Linked DNA regions of Gossypium hirsutum: region 2 is linked to region 1. Evidence: chromatin contacts called from public Hi-C data. All regions are on one chromosome and are shown on one strand. The core of a region is the stretch at or near the end of the contact, and the rest is flanking DNA. Distances in the headings are between cores, read along the strand shown.

Region 1 (6,765 bases), core at 2,164-4,663:
TTCAAATCTAGTTTTACTACTACTAGAACACGTATCTATCTTCGAAAACAAAATTAAATCATCATCAAGATCAAAGGCGATCTGCGAAGTCAGAGATAACAAAATGATTTTATAATTAAAAAGAAAAAAGAAAGAACCTTGCAGATAGGGCAGCTGACTTTGAGGGCTACAGCTCTGGCCTCCAGCTGAGAACCCTTTGGCTTTTGATTCTTCTCAGCGTTTCGCCTCTGCGCTTCGATCTTTTGTTTTCCTCGCGTCATCTCTTTCCTCGCTCCCTCCTTCGGCTTTTTCGCATCCAATACCCCGTTCCTCCTTCTCACATAAAAATAATATTATTATAGTGATTGGATGGAGGTATCCCAATCAGTGGCCGAAATCAGGACCCACCTTAGGCTAATTTTCTTTTGAACTTGGCCTGAGTCAGACTTGAGTTGGGCCTCTTGTAGATTATTGTTATGGAGACTCCATGCTCTTATTATGAAGATTAGATTTCAATTTTGTTTCCTAAAATTTAGTAAATGAAATTTTGAGCATTTTTATCACATAGCATACATTAACTTCAATACAAAGTTATAAATATTTTAAATTGTTAGAAACCAATTGATCCAACCATCCACCCACTTCAACCATTTTCAAATTTTCGATTAATTGAGTTGTATTTTGGGCTGTTTTTAATCCATACACAACGTCCTTTTTGTGCGTTTTTGTGTATGTCTGTTTGTAGTTTCACTCATTTAAAATTTTTGCCTAATAAGGGGAACCGAAGGTATAATAAAGCAGAGAGAGAGGAGAAAGAAAAACACAATATTTAAATTATTGCACATCATCAATCCTATCATATCACATGCATGTGATGTGATGAGATGAGAGTACTAATTTATTCCTAGCCGTCGGCGTCATGCCATCATATTCATATGCAAACAACAGTCTTCAAAATAAAATATATAGCAACGCACGTCACAAGCCCACTAGCGTTTATTAAAGAGAAAAAATGGAAGCACCAAACACGGGAGGAGGAACAAACAACAGCGGTTTGATATGATTGAATATCAATTTTCAGAGCTATAAGATGTCTCCCCTGCTGAAGAAGAGCCATCTCTTTGAAGACGCTTCATCTCCTCATATGCCCATTCAAGGCCAGGGCAGTAATGGAGCGGTGGATTAAATCTGCAATCATTGATGTCATCTGGCAAAAATGCCCCATTCTCTATCAGGAACTTCACTGCTTCCCTCTTTCGTTCTTTAGCAGCTGTGTGAAGTGGCGTCCCTGAGTGAAATCACACATTAAACAAGAGGCAATAAAGTCAGTAGCCTTTCTTACATCTAGATGCATCCTTTTATATCAAATCCTGAAGTTCTAAATAAATTCACCAATCAGGTTTAGCCCCGCCAAGCTATCTGTACTGTGTACACTGCTAGTAGAAAATAGATCACAGTTTACTTGAAACGAAGAGAGTAAATAGCAGGAACAACTGCAAACAAGTACAAACTTGTGACACAAAAACAATAGAACCGCAATGTTGGGCATAGGCCGAAACCTGATGATGCCATTGTGTTCTTTCTTTTTGGGTAGTTGCTACTTGCTAGTTACTACAATATAAAGTTTATTGCTTTACAATGTTTGATGAGCGTGGAAGCTTAAACTGAAAAATATTTTAATAAGAAATATAAAGCTAAACTAAAGTCGAACAATATATATATCAAATTAACAAAGTTCAAATGTGGAAAACAAATGATGGTTGGCATGGCCCAGATTAACTTGTAGTTTTTGAATTAATGGAATTACCAGGTCATAGAGTTGCCAACAAACACAAATTTTTGCTTCAATTATATAATCCACAAAAGTTGGAACAGAAAAATGTGAGATAAGATACTTACACCCACAAGCACCTTTAGTTCTTGCATCAATATTAGCACCACGTTCAAGCAGTTCATCCATAACTTCAAGGTGGCCACCCTCAGCAGCAAGATGGAGTGGGGTGACACCTTGGGATTTGGGGCCCCATGCAGCCACATTTACATCCACACCTTCGTTGAGCAGTTGCTTGACCTGTTTCAAGGAATTTTAGCTCAGCAGTCCATGGCCAAGAGAAGTTATAGCAGTGAATCGTTTGACAAATAAACACAAATAATATACCAAAAAATACCAGTCACAACAAGCTCAAAAGGATTTGGGTCTTACATATGGAACCATTCATACATGTACTGATAAACATAAGGATTTATTTTATATGTATCTGTCTATAATCATTTGGTTAAACTTATTTTTATTTGACCAAGATAAAGAAAAATTATCATGTTCGGCTCCTCCTGGGGATGGAATGCTTCTAAAAAAAATCAGCAAGTAAAACTTGTTAAGAGATTCCCCAAGGGAATTTGGGGAATCCGAAAAGGAAAAAAAATCACGGAAAAGTAATTGGAAGCTATTCCTCCCTGTATATAAATCCAGGTAAAAGAACATTTTCCAGTAAATGTAATAATCTAACATTAGCGTTGGTTTCTTATATTGGTTTAAAGTATTAGAACTATTGAGTAACTTAAGGATCCATCATCAATAGGTGGATATCATATCCGGCAACAATTATCATGAATTCATAAAATTCAAGGGTACTACCAATAAAAGAAAGAGCAGTAAAAACGGTAAATAAGAAAGAAAGAAACCTGAATGAGGTCACCTTTACGGGCTCCGATGTGGAGCATTGTCCAACCTCTATCATCCCTATCAATCCCACACCTAAACGAGCGCCTTCTTGACAAATTTCTCCGCAAAGACTGTCCTTGGGTCATATTCTTCGAAGCAATAACAAAAACCAACCAATACCGTTGCAGATATATAGACTTTTTTCCTTTAACCCGGAAAAAGTAAAGAGAACCCCAGACCAAGATTTGATTGATTAGGCGAAGAAACGCATGATATTTTTGTAAAAACGTGAAATTTTCACAAAGAGTTAGATCCCTTTCTTTTTATTCTTGGAAAACAAACAATCCCCTCGAAAGCTTAAGATGAAGAGAAAAATGATTACATGATAGAGATGAAAACAAGGAGAAGAGGGAAACAGATTAGCGAGAAGCAGAGGAATGATGAGCGACGCAGAAAGGGGAAAAAGGATTCAAGCCAGGACCGAACACACGCAGGTTTTGGAATATCACGTTGCAAGTCATCAACGAAGAAGGCAATAAAAACATAATTGATGAAATTGATTTTGAATAATATTTACAGCAAAAACAGAGGAATTGCCCAAATCATAGATCGATTCGGAGTGGGAGAATATTAAAATTTTATGAAATCGGGAAGAGGAGTAATCAAAAGAAAACCCTAAATAAAGAGGAAAACATTAAGAGAAATGAGAGGAAAGGAGAGAGCTACCACAAAGAGGATATTATGACGCCCCGACCTTACCCAATACTAGGCTTGTGAGATTTAAGACCTAAATATCTTTGTGGCATTCGCCAACTTTGGTTCTCTTGGCGATGGGCTAACGGGCCATCACTAATACTGTACCTAGCAACCCATCCAGCCCAGCCCACCACAACACAATGTTTCCCCCTCTTTTAATAAATCAATATATAATAAAATTTCGGGATAAACTCTAAAAATAGTCACCAACTATATCATGTTTCTATTTTCGTCATCAAGGTTTAAAATTTTCTATTTTAGTCTTAATATTATCAAATTTTAATATTTTGTTCAATCCTACGTTAAATTTTTAACAATGACATTTTTTTATTGGCATAACAATTAATAACAAAAAAAAATACAACAAATTTAGCGCTCAACTTTATACATTTTGTCAATTTAGTCTTAATTCTTAAAAAAATATAAATTTAGAAAAAATTAAAGAAATAAAAAATTTAAAATTTCATTTTTCAATAAAAATACATAATAGTTTTATAAAAATATATAAAAAAATTATTAAAAAATATTTATAAATAAATGGATATCTTTCTTTTTCCATTTCTTAACATGAATTTTATTTATTATAATGATAATTTTATAAATAAAATAATAATCTTACACACAAAAAAAAGGGGAAAACCCATAAAAAAGAATTATGCAAATTCAAAATTTTCCCTTTTTTTAATATTAACAATCCCAGTTGAGTTAAAAATTATAGTGTGAGATAAAAAATGGTGAGAACCAATGTCTTTAGGTTGTCGCCCAAAATGGATTTGTTGCATTTGAGGCTCTATTTAAGGTGGGCATGACTGGGGATATATAGTGAGGATAAGGTCTTAGAGACCTAGTAGGTGGAATTTAAAAGGCCATGTCAATATCTCAATAACTAATTTCTAGTTCGATGGTATAATGATGGAAGATGTGGACATCAAGGAGTTCAAAGTAAATATTATTAATACTGGTGGTTGTGGGTAAAGACGGTGCCTAGCACAGGACAAATTTGAGAAAGACTAAGGACTAATGTTAGTCGTATAATAAAAATTACTATTTATAAAATAAACTTCAAAAAAAAAAGGAAAACCTTGAATCTGATTTAAGTATTATTTGTAGGTTTTTTAAAATATTTTATTTATGAAAATATTATTTTAATAAATAAATTTCATGTCAAAAATAGAGAAAAATGGGTATTCATTTATTATAATGTTGTATGTATTTTTATAAAATCTTATGTATTTTATCATAAATGATTTTTTAAATGATTTTTTTTATTTTTTATAAAGTGGACAAAATAGAAACATGCTAATAGTTGACTAACTATTTTTATAGTTTACCCTAAAATTTAGGTATAACATCAAATTTAACCTTCAATGTTTGCATCTTTTGTCAATTTGGCCCTTTCTATTTTTTTTGACTAAATATGGTCCTAAATATTTTTAAAAGAGTCGAGTTTAACCATTAAGCTTTAAAAAGGAATCGAGTTTTTATTTTTTTAAACGAAAATACCGACTAAAACATTGAATTTTCAAACATGGCAACCCTTATGGCAATCCACATGTTCCTAATTTATTTGATTTTTTTATAAAATTTTTATATTTTTTAATTTCTAATGTTTTTGTGAACATGACATTTAAAACAAATAGTATCATGTCAATGTTAAATACACATGGACTGCCATGCAATTGTCATGCCAAAATTGTTAAAATATCAATATTTTAGCCAATATTTATGTTAAAAAAAGCGTTTTGACTCCTTTTGAAATGTTAAAAACCAAATTTAGCTTAAAAAAATAAGACTCAAATTGAAAGAAAATGTAAACATTGAGGGCTAAATTTGACGTTATGCCTAAAATTTATTTTAAAAGTATATAATATTCATAAATGAAATTTGATAAATTGTATTTGATAATAATTTTAATATATACATTAGAATATATTAAGGGAATGTTTGGACAACACAAGGTAATTGAGTGAAAGTGTAATTGGTCTTATAATTACAAAGAATTATAATTCTCTAGATGTGTTTAGTTGAAAAAGTGTAATTACATCGTAATTCTCTATGTCATATTTGGTAGCACAAATTGTAATTACATAGTTGTATATTTTATATTTAAAAAATATATTAATTACTATAAAAAATTATTAGTATGATAAAAAAATTTCTAAACGAGTAACAAAAATTAAAATCAAATCATTATATGTATTATGTTAGTCTAAAAACGTAATTGATAATACGATTAAACATCATATGCAATTTTATCTAATTGTTCTAGTTCACATTTGTTGAGTTATTTCTTCTTAAATATCTAACATATAGTCATTATCATCTTTTGTTAACCATTGATTGAGTTCATTGTCATCGTCATTTGAATTTGAATATGCATTATTAAGATTATCAACATCTCTTCCATGTACTATACGAAGTATGGACCCTCACAATTTTTGTTATGTTAATACAATATAATAATATTTATTTATGCTATACTAAGGGGGAAATTTACATAAATAATATTAAAATAATAATTCATTACCCAAATAATATAGGCCTACTTTTATTTACCCAAATGATATACTTTGAGTAGTAAAAAAAAATTGGGTTTCCAAATGTCCAAATCAGCAAAATTGGTGCCGATTTGGGCGTTAGGAAATAAAAGAAAAATCATATTAAAAAAGTAAAAGTTTTAAAAATAGAAAAATAAAAGCTCTTTAAAATTATAAAAATAAAAAAATCTTTAAAAAATTTAAAAATATAAAAATTCTAAAATTCAATGTTATCTAAATCAATCTAGACCAATTGGAATAAAAATTGGCTGCAGTATTGGTCTAGTGAAAGGTAAAAAACTAGTTGGTCCGCTGATTTTTGGTCAAACTAGTCTAGTCCGGTTTTTATACCATTGAATCTTGAAATTTTTATATTTATAAAATATTTTTTTATTTATGAATTTTAAATATTTTTCATATTTTTATTTTTTAAAAAATTTTAGACTTTTAACTTTTTAAAAATTTGATTTTTTTAAATTTAAGTATTTTAAAGGGTATGGACCAAATTAACAAAAAAATATTGTAAATGTTAAGGGCTAAAAAAATTATAAATTTTAAAAATTGTTTGACCCATGAATTGATACAAATTGATTGGCCCAAGCTAAAAAACCATTTGAATTGATAGTTGAATCAATTTTTATAATTTTTAATTTTTTATAATTTATTTGCTTTGAACCAGTTGGGCCAGTCGTTCTGGGAGCCAATTGGTCAAATCAGTTTGAAATTGGTTTAACTATCAGTTCAATCAATTTTTTTAGCTTGGTTTGATACCCTAACCAATTTCTTGTCCAACTAGTCTAGTCTGTGTCTCAATCACATTTCGAAGCCTTG
Region 2 (6,574 bases), core at 456-2,955, 480 kb before region 1:
TGAATGCTCAGTTTTATTATGCAGAAGTTGGAAGCCGGGCAGAAGGAAGAAACAAGAGTGCTAGGGAGAGCAAGAGGTGGTGGCTTCCATTGCCACAAGTACCAAAAACTGGGCTCTCAGATACCGAAAGGCAGAAGTTGCAATGTAAAGGCAAGGTGGTATATCAAGTATTCAAGGCTGCAGCATCGATTAATGAAAATGTTTTGCTTGAAATACCTCTTCCATCCATTATTAGGGATGCTCTTCCCAAGGTGAGCAAGCTCACTGCCTCCAGGGCATTGGACTTTAAATATTGGACCCTTTAATAGTTTTTATGATGATATGTATTTTAGTACTAAAATGTTACTCTACATGTTTAAAAAGGAAATATAGAAATGGAATCTGGATATTTTAGTTGGAACCAGCTGACGTTAATCTACTTTAAAATCTTATAGTATCTGATAAATTTGAATGATGAGAGTAAATTCCGGGTTAAAGTTTTACAAGATGTTTGTATTGCATTTATGGCAACTCAATCTCTTTCCTTATGTTTACAGTCTGGGAAGGCAAGCCTTGGTGACGACCTGTACAAGGTTTTGACTCTGGAGTCCAGCTCGGTTGATGAAATGTTCATTTCGCTAAATTTAAAGTCTGAAAACAATGCTCTCGAGGTCATTAATAGGTTGGAAGCTGCTGTATTTGCATGGAAAGGGAGACTTACAGAACAAGCTAGTGGTAAATCGCCAGTGCGAAAATCATGGTCTTTTATTAATCCTATATCTGAAATGGATAAGATGGAGCTCCTAGTGGACCGTGCTGAAGCACTTTTACGTCAGATAAAGAGTGCATACCCAAACCTTCCTCAAACATTTCTTGATGCTTCAAAAATTCAATATGGCAAGGTAAGTAGTTGGTGTTTAAAGTGAAGCTTATTTTATTCTGCATTGTATCTTTCACTATTGAATCAATATTATATTGTAGTATATTAATAATGGCGATGAATTACACTTTGAATTGGTGCACAGGATGTTGGACATTCCATTCTGGAAGCATATTCACGAGTCCTAAAGAACTTGGCTTTCAGCATAATGTGCAGGATGGGAGAAATTCTACAAGAAGATAGTTTGTGTAACCCAAATTCAGGGGTGGCAACATGGTGCTTTCCTGGAATAAATGTGGGAAATCCAAGGCACTCTCACTCACTCAGTGATGTTATGAACAAAGTAGAGGGGAAGTACTGCGAATCCGATACGGACGTGGAGTTGTACAGTGATGCAAGTATAAATGCAACACCAAGTACAAGTAGGAGCCGTCGAGTTTGGTGTATTGGGAAAGAGGCATGTAGTAGTATAGGAGTGTCTCCTTGATAATAAAAAAAAATAAACAAGATGATGGAAGTTTGATTTTCAACACTGCTTTTGTATATCATTATTAAGCTTAATTAATTAATAATATCCATAAAAGAATCATATACTTGATAGTATCACCGGTAACTTACATATGGATTCCAAATGTGTCTACTGTTTATATCAACTTATTGGGTCTGTTTAGGCCCAATTAATTCAATATTGGATGGATTGGGCCCGTTTTATATTTTTAATATGGTAATGATTGGAATTTCACCAGTATTGGTCCTAGAAAGAGTAAGTGAACCGGACCTGGTGTGGAGCAGTTGTATTGTTGGTACACTAAAGTCATCCGTGGTCTGAGGCTGTTGCTTGTGGATCCGCAATCCACATGCGCCTGTGCAAAGCAGAGCAGAGATGGGATTTAAAATTAATAATAAAAAGAAAAAGGGAATAAAAACGAAAATAAGCCCCAAGAAGAGGCAGAGGAGGCGGCATTAATCAAAAAAGGCATTTTCACCTCAAAGAAACACTGTTTTCAAGACGTAACCATCGTTGAGATCTGAAGACATGAGTTAGTAATACATCACTTTTAATCACTCCGCCCCCTAAATAATAAGGTTGGAGTGCCTTCCAAGCACAACTTCCAAATGCCAATTACGTCATCGGCGCTGGTTTTCCCTTTTTTTCTTGTTGGGTTCAGGGTGAAACTTAAGTGAAACCACTCAGATGGGATCTGGTGGGAGCAAGGGTTGTTGTAGAGTAGGAGTAGGCGGAAGAGACACTGCACCTGCTGCTTCCTCGTCTAACAGCGGTTGGCGGAGGGGAAGATCCAAGGGTAAGAATAGAGTTTTCCGGTCCTCTTGTCTGGGAGCGTTATCTAGATCTGCTTCTCCTAAACCCCACTTTGATCACCGGAAACAACCTGCGTCGGAATCGGATCTGGTGAAAAGAGAAAGTAACAGAAAGGTTGAAGGCGAAGCGGCATCTAATGATGAAATGCAATTGCCATTGCCAACCCCATGCATATCTTCCGGTGGTAGCACCTCTGGTGCAGCTGTGACAGCTGCTCGTCGCTCTCCTTCTCGCTGCCTCTCCGGCATTAGCTTCCTTCCTGGTAATTTGAGCTTCCGGTTCAGCAGAGCTAATAGTATGCGGTCCTCCGCGGAGATGTTGAACCCTGATGACGATTCTGAGACACTTGAACCTCAACAACCTCCCCGCAATTCTTGTTCTCCGATTATCTTCAATGATTCAGATGGAAGTGGAGAGACTCTCGAAAGCAACGCTCGTTTTAGCAGAGCCTTAAGTGTTGGAAGGCTTCGTGATCGTGTTCTTGGTAGAGCTCCCACATTCTGCCCTTTGCAGCAGGACATACAAATTACTCAGCAGCAATTAGCTACCTCTCCATCCACCACTGCTTCCACTCATGATTCCTCCGTTATTTCCCACGATGAAATTGAAACTTCTCGATCCAGAGAAGCCCGGTATCATGATTTGCTTCACCATAGATCCAATTTCCTTGAAAGGCGGAGAAGAATACGATCTCAGGTTTATAATCTTGTTGCACCCATCGCCTTATTCTCCACGCTTATTAATTTAATTTAATGACTGGTGGTTACTGAACAACGTTGATAGTAACTCTACTTTTTTCATTAACAATTAGAATCAGAACAAATATTTAGGTTTAGGACTGTTCTAATGCTTTATTTCTATATTTATGCCTGCTTCTTCTTTAGGTTTGGCCTGCATGTATTACTTTCTGCTATAGGTTCTTTGAAAGTTATCCATCTGAGCGAATGCAGGTTATTGTCTGTTTAGTTACTGACCTATGAGTTGCTCCAGGTTCGAGCTCTTCAACGGCTAGGAAGCCGTTTTGAGAACTTTTCAGGGCATGAAAGATCCTGCATTTTATCTGGCCAACATAGAAGTGGTCGATGCACATGTCGTGTAAATAATCGAGATTCTAGTTCAAATGATGACACCACTGGTGCTAGGTCTAGTGTATCCAGAATCGTTATGTTAGCTGAGGCTTTATTTGAGGTGATTTTTATTTGTTGTTATTATTTCCTTCTCTGGGTGATTGTCCTTTCTCTTGGAGTAACATTTTACATGTTTGAACTAGGTCCTGGATGAAATTCACCAGCAGTCTATGGTTTTATCTTCGCGACCGTCCGTGTCTCCAATTGGTTCTGTTCCTGCACCTAACGAAGTTGTGGAATCACTTCCTGTGAAAGTGTACAAGTCACCTAAACTTAAGAATGATGAGGCTGTGCAGTAAGTATTTACTTTCCTCTGCTATCCATTAGATGCTAAACCGTTAACTAAGCTGTATTTTCCATTTGATTAACTTTTTTGGCATTACCTTTGACAAATTATTAGTTTTCAAGTGTTTCTGTTATCTGAGTGAATCTAAAATCATGTCGGGGAGATATTATATATTCAGGAAAAGTTAATCAAACACTACATACCAATTAGCTCAGGCTAGTTCAGGTAGAGTATTTAATTGATCTCTTTAAATTTTCATCTATAATATTAGATATCTTGCTTCTACTAAAATAGTGCTCTAGGAGTAAGATAGGTATTGCTGTTAAAAAAATGTGTTTTATCAATTTGTATGAAAATTATTGACTACATGCCAGCACTAGGTGTGAACATGGATGGGAAAAAGTTGTGAGCATAATGTGCCAAAGTAACATTCAAGCCCGATATTTAGATTTGACTGAAAAATGCAGAGTATGCTGGAGATAAATTATGTCTGAGGTATAACTATATTAAACATGACCATAATGGATCAGCAAGGAATGTATATTGGTTAGCATCTTAGATCTGACCAAGTTTGAAACACGCATAAGGTCAGATGAAACATAATCTCTTGTACAGAGAAGTAGTACAATGGTGAACCTTGTAGATCTTTGAAAAGATAATGGGATAGTTTAACTTGTACCTTTACTACAAATTAAGATAATGAGAGTATGTGACCATGTAAGTGATATGCTAACTGAAATGTTCCCTGTTTGGGATAATTTAGGGCAATGGCTCAAAATCAATATTCGACCAGCTAAATTAAATATAGTAAGCCCTGAAAGAATGGTTGCTAATTCCTTATGATGGAGGCAATAAATACATCTCTCTTTGGATGCTAAGTTATTAAGCATGCTTCAAGTTATATTCTCAAATAGGTTCAGATTACTTGGTTTCTAGAACTCTTAATGAGCTTGCTTGAACAGGGTCTAAGTTTTTAAGCCCACTTCCTAGTTATATTCACAAATAGATCCGTGTAATGACTATGAGGGAAGGGAAGTCTGTTTCTTTTTTCTTCAAAACACTTGCTACCTAACCATGGGGTGAAGTGTCACTTTTTCCAATGTGTTTAAGCCGTTCATGCATGCCCTCCCTTGCACTCAAGCAATGCTTGACTGAGAAGGTGGAATACATAGTATCATTTGAGATGAGTTCAATACACAATTTTCCAGCATATATGATGAGACACCAATTTGACTTTAATAGACTAGGTTTTAGTAGCTGTGTAAACGTGGTCTTGGATTATTTTAAGTGCGAAAATTTACTTGGCATAATATGTATAAAATATAAATAACATGGATAAAAGCATCTTGAATAAAAGCATCGAGATTCACTTGATAAAGTTATTCAGATTTATCATTTTGAACATTAATTCCACAATTGTCAGTCCTACTAAGTTACCTTGCTAGGGGTCAATGATTTTATTCGTCCTGAAACCCTTCCTTCTGCTTCTTAAAGTGGAATTTGACTGCAACCGGGCATTTTCTTGGTCCTAATTTTGTCCTCCATTTAAATAACAGATGTTACATATGTCTTGTGGAGTATGAGGAGGGGGATAGCATTCGGAGATTGCCTTGTAATCATGAATTTCATAGAACATGTATAGACAAGTGGCTCAAGGAGATTCACAGGTATAAGATGAATACATTCTATTGCAGTTATTTTTAATTCAGCATGATTTTGAAATATTTGATGTACGTTGTGTTATATAAAATAGACATGTCTTACCAAGGCCCTTTTGCTAAATGGTTTCTGTTCCCCTGAAGGAGAATATCATGGGTTGCATGCCATAGGTTTTAGAAGGGTGAAGTGGAACAGTTAGACCAGCCAGTCCTTTTTAGACTCATCTAATTGATATACCTCTTCAGAAATAGAAAGATGGATGTGTCCCCTACTTTTTGTTGCCATCTTGAGTGGTGGATTTCCTTTTTTTTTTTTTCTTAAAAAAGGAACACGTCGGGTGTTAGTGCTAATAAATTTGTCTGAAGTTATGGTTTCTTGGTTTTTTTTTTGCCTTGTAGGGTCTGCCCTCTTTGTCGTGGGGATATATGCGAACCTGATTTGATGCCTGGGGAGAAGTAGAGCTTCTGGTTTTTATAAGAGAGGAGCATTGGCAACTGACTTTGGTTACAAAAAGGAAAAAGAAAGAGAAGAGAAGTGATAATTATATACTATTATTATTGAGGATGAATGTGAAAGAGTTTGTTTAATATGCCATCTGTGATCAGGGTGATCACCTTTTGGCTGCACAATAAAATAATACAGGAATGGGTTGGGAGTAGTAAGGGGCTATTGAACTTTGTGATTTGCAGTGTAAGGCTGTGTGTAAGCCTTCTTGCCTTGGAGCCACAACTCAGCTCGAAGAAAGGAAGGAGAAGAAATTTGATTGTTCATCTTCAATGTTGTTACCAAAGAAATATTATTACCAACTCCCTCTCTCTACAGCCACTCCACTTAACAAATTTGATGCAGATGCAGATGGCACGTTGTCCTTCAAGATTGGGTTTGCCCAATTCATATATTAAGATTACCATATGGATGCCGCCCAATATCATACGACACAATCAGGCTACAATTAATGAATGTATCAAGCATTCGGATGATAAATGTGCCAAAACAATTAATAATAAAGGAAAAAGCTTGGTGATACCACCAGTTAATATCTTGGTCATACTAGAGAGTAATATAGATAGATAGAAAAGGTTAAGGTACTGCAAACTAGAATTCCATTATTCGTCACGACATTACATCCCATCTCTTTAATTTCATGCAACTCCGATTCTCTCTCATTTTGCATTATCGGTTATATGATCAGATGTTGCAACTGGAGTCTGACACAACGATCTCTGCAACTTGCTTCCAACAATTAGTCCGTTTCTGACATTTGGCCCTAGTCATTTCTCATTACCAAAGTTAAACAATGCCACCTAGATAAATAAATAGAG

The links. Hi-C and Micro-C count contacts between places; a contact is called where the count stands out from the background.
Region 2: a contact with region 1 is called in a Hi-C map of leaf, with 2.0 times the contacts expected there. The contact joins the promoter of LOC107930097 here to the promoter of LOC107930112 in region 1. A contact is called at or near these places in 2 of 34 Hi-C or Micro-C datasets (both in leaf).

Annotation. Positions count from the first base shown.
Region 1 is chrA08:108,882,045-108,888,809 of Gossypium_hirsutum_v2.1, reverse strand. LOC107930112 (phytochrome-interacting ankyrin-repeat protein 1) reads right to left here and starts at 3,413. Exons shown (of 3, transcript XM_016861683.2): 1 at 2,662-3,413; 2 at 1,879-2,050; 3 at 791-1,267. The coding sequence starts at 2,787. The coding sequence ends at 1,050.
Region 2 is chrA08:109,361,468-109,368,041 of Gossypium_hirsutum_v2.1, reverse strand. LOC107930097 reads left to right here and starts at 1,705. Exons shown (of 5, transcript XM_016861659.2): 1 at 1,705-2,876; 2 at 3,171-3,368; 3 at 3,451-3,602; 4 at 5,150-5,260; 5 at 5,651-6,574. The coding sequence starts at 2,055. The coding sequence ends at 5,711. LOC107930096 (rop guanine nucleotide exchange factor 14) reads left to right here. Exons shown (of 8, transcript XM_041074382.1): 6 at 1-251; 7 at 537-881; 8 at 1,005-1,462. The coding sequence ends at 1,346. It overlaps LOC107930099, which reads right to left. Exons shown (of 7, transcript XR_005899430.1): 7 at 6,230-6,519.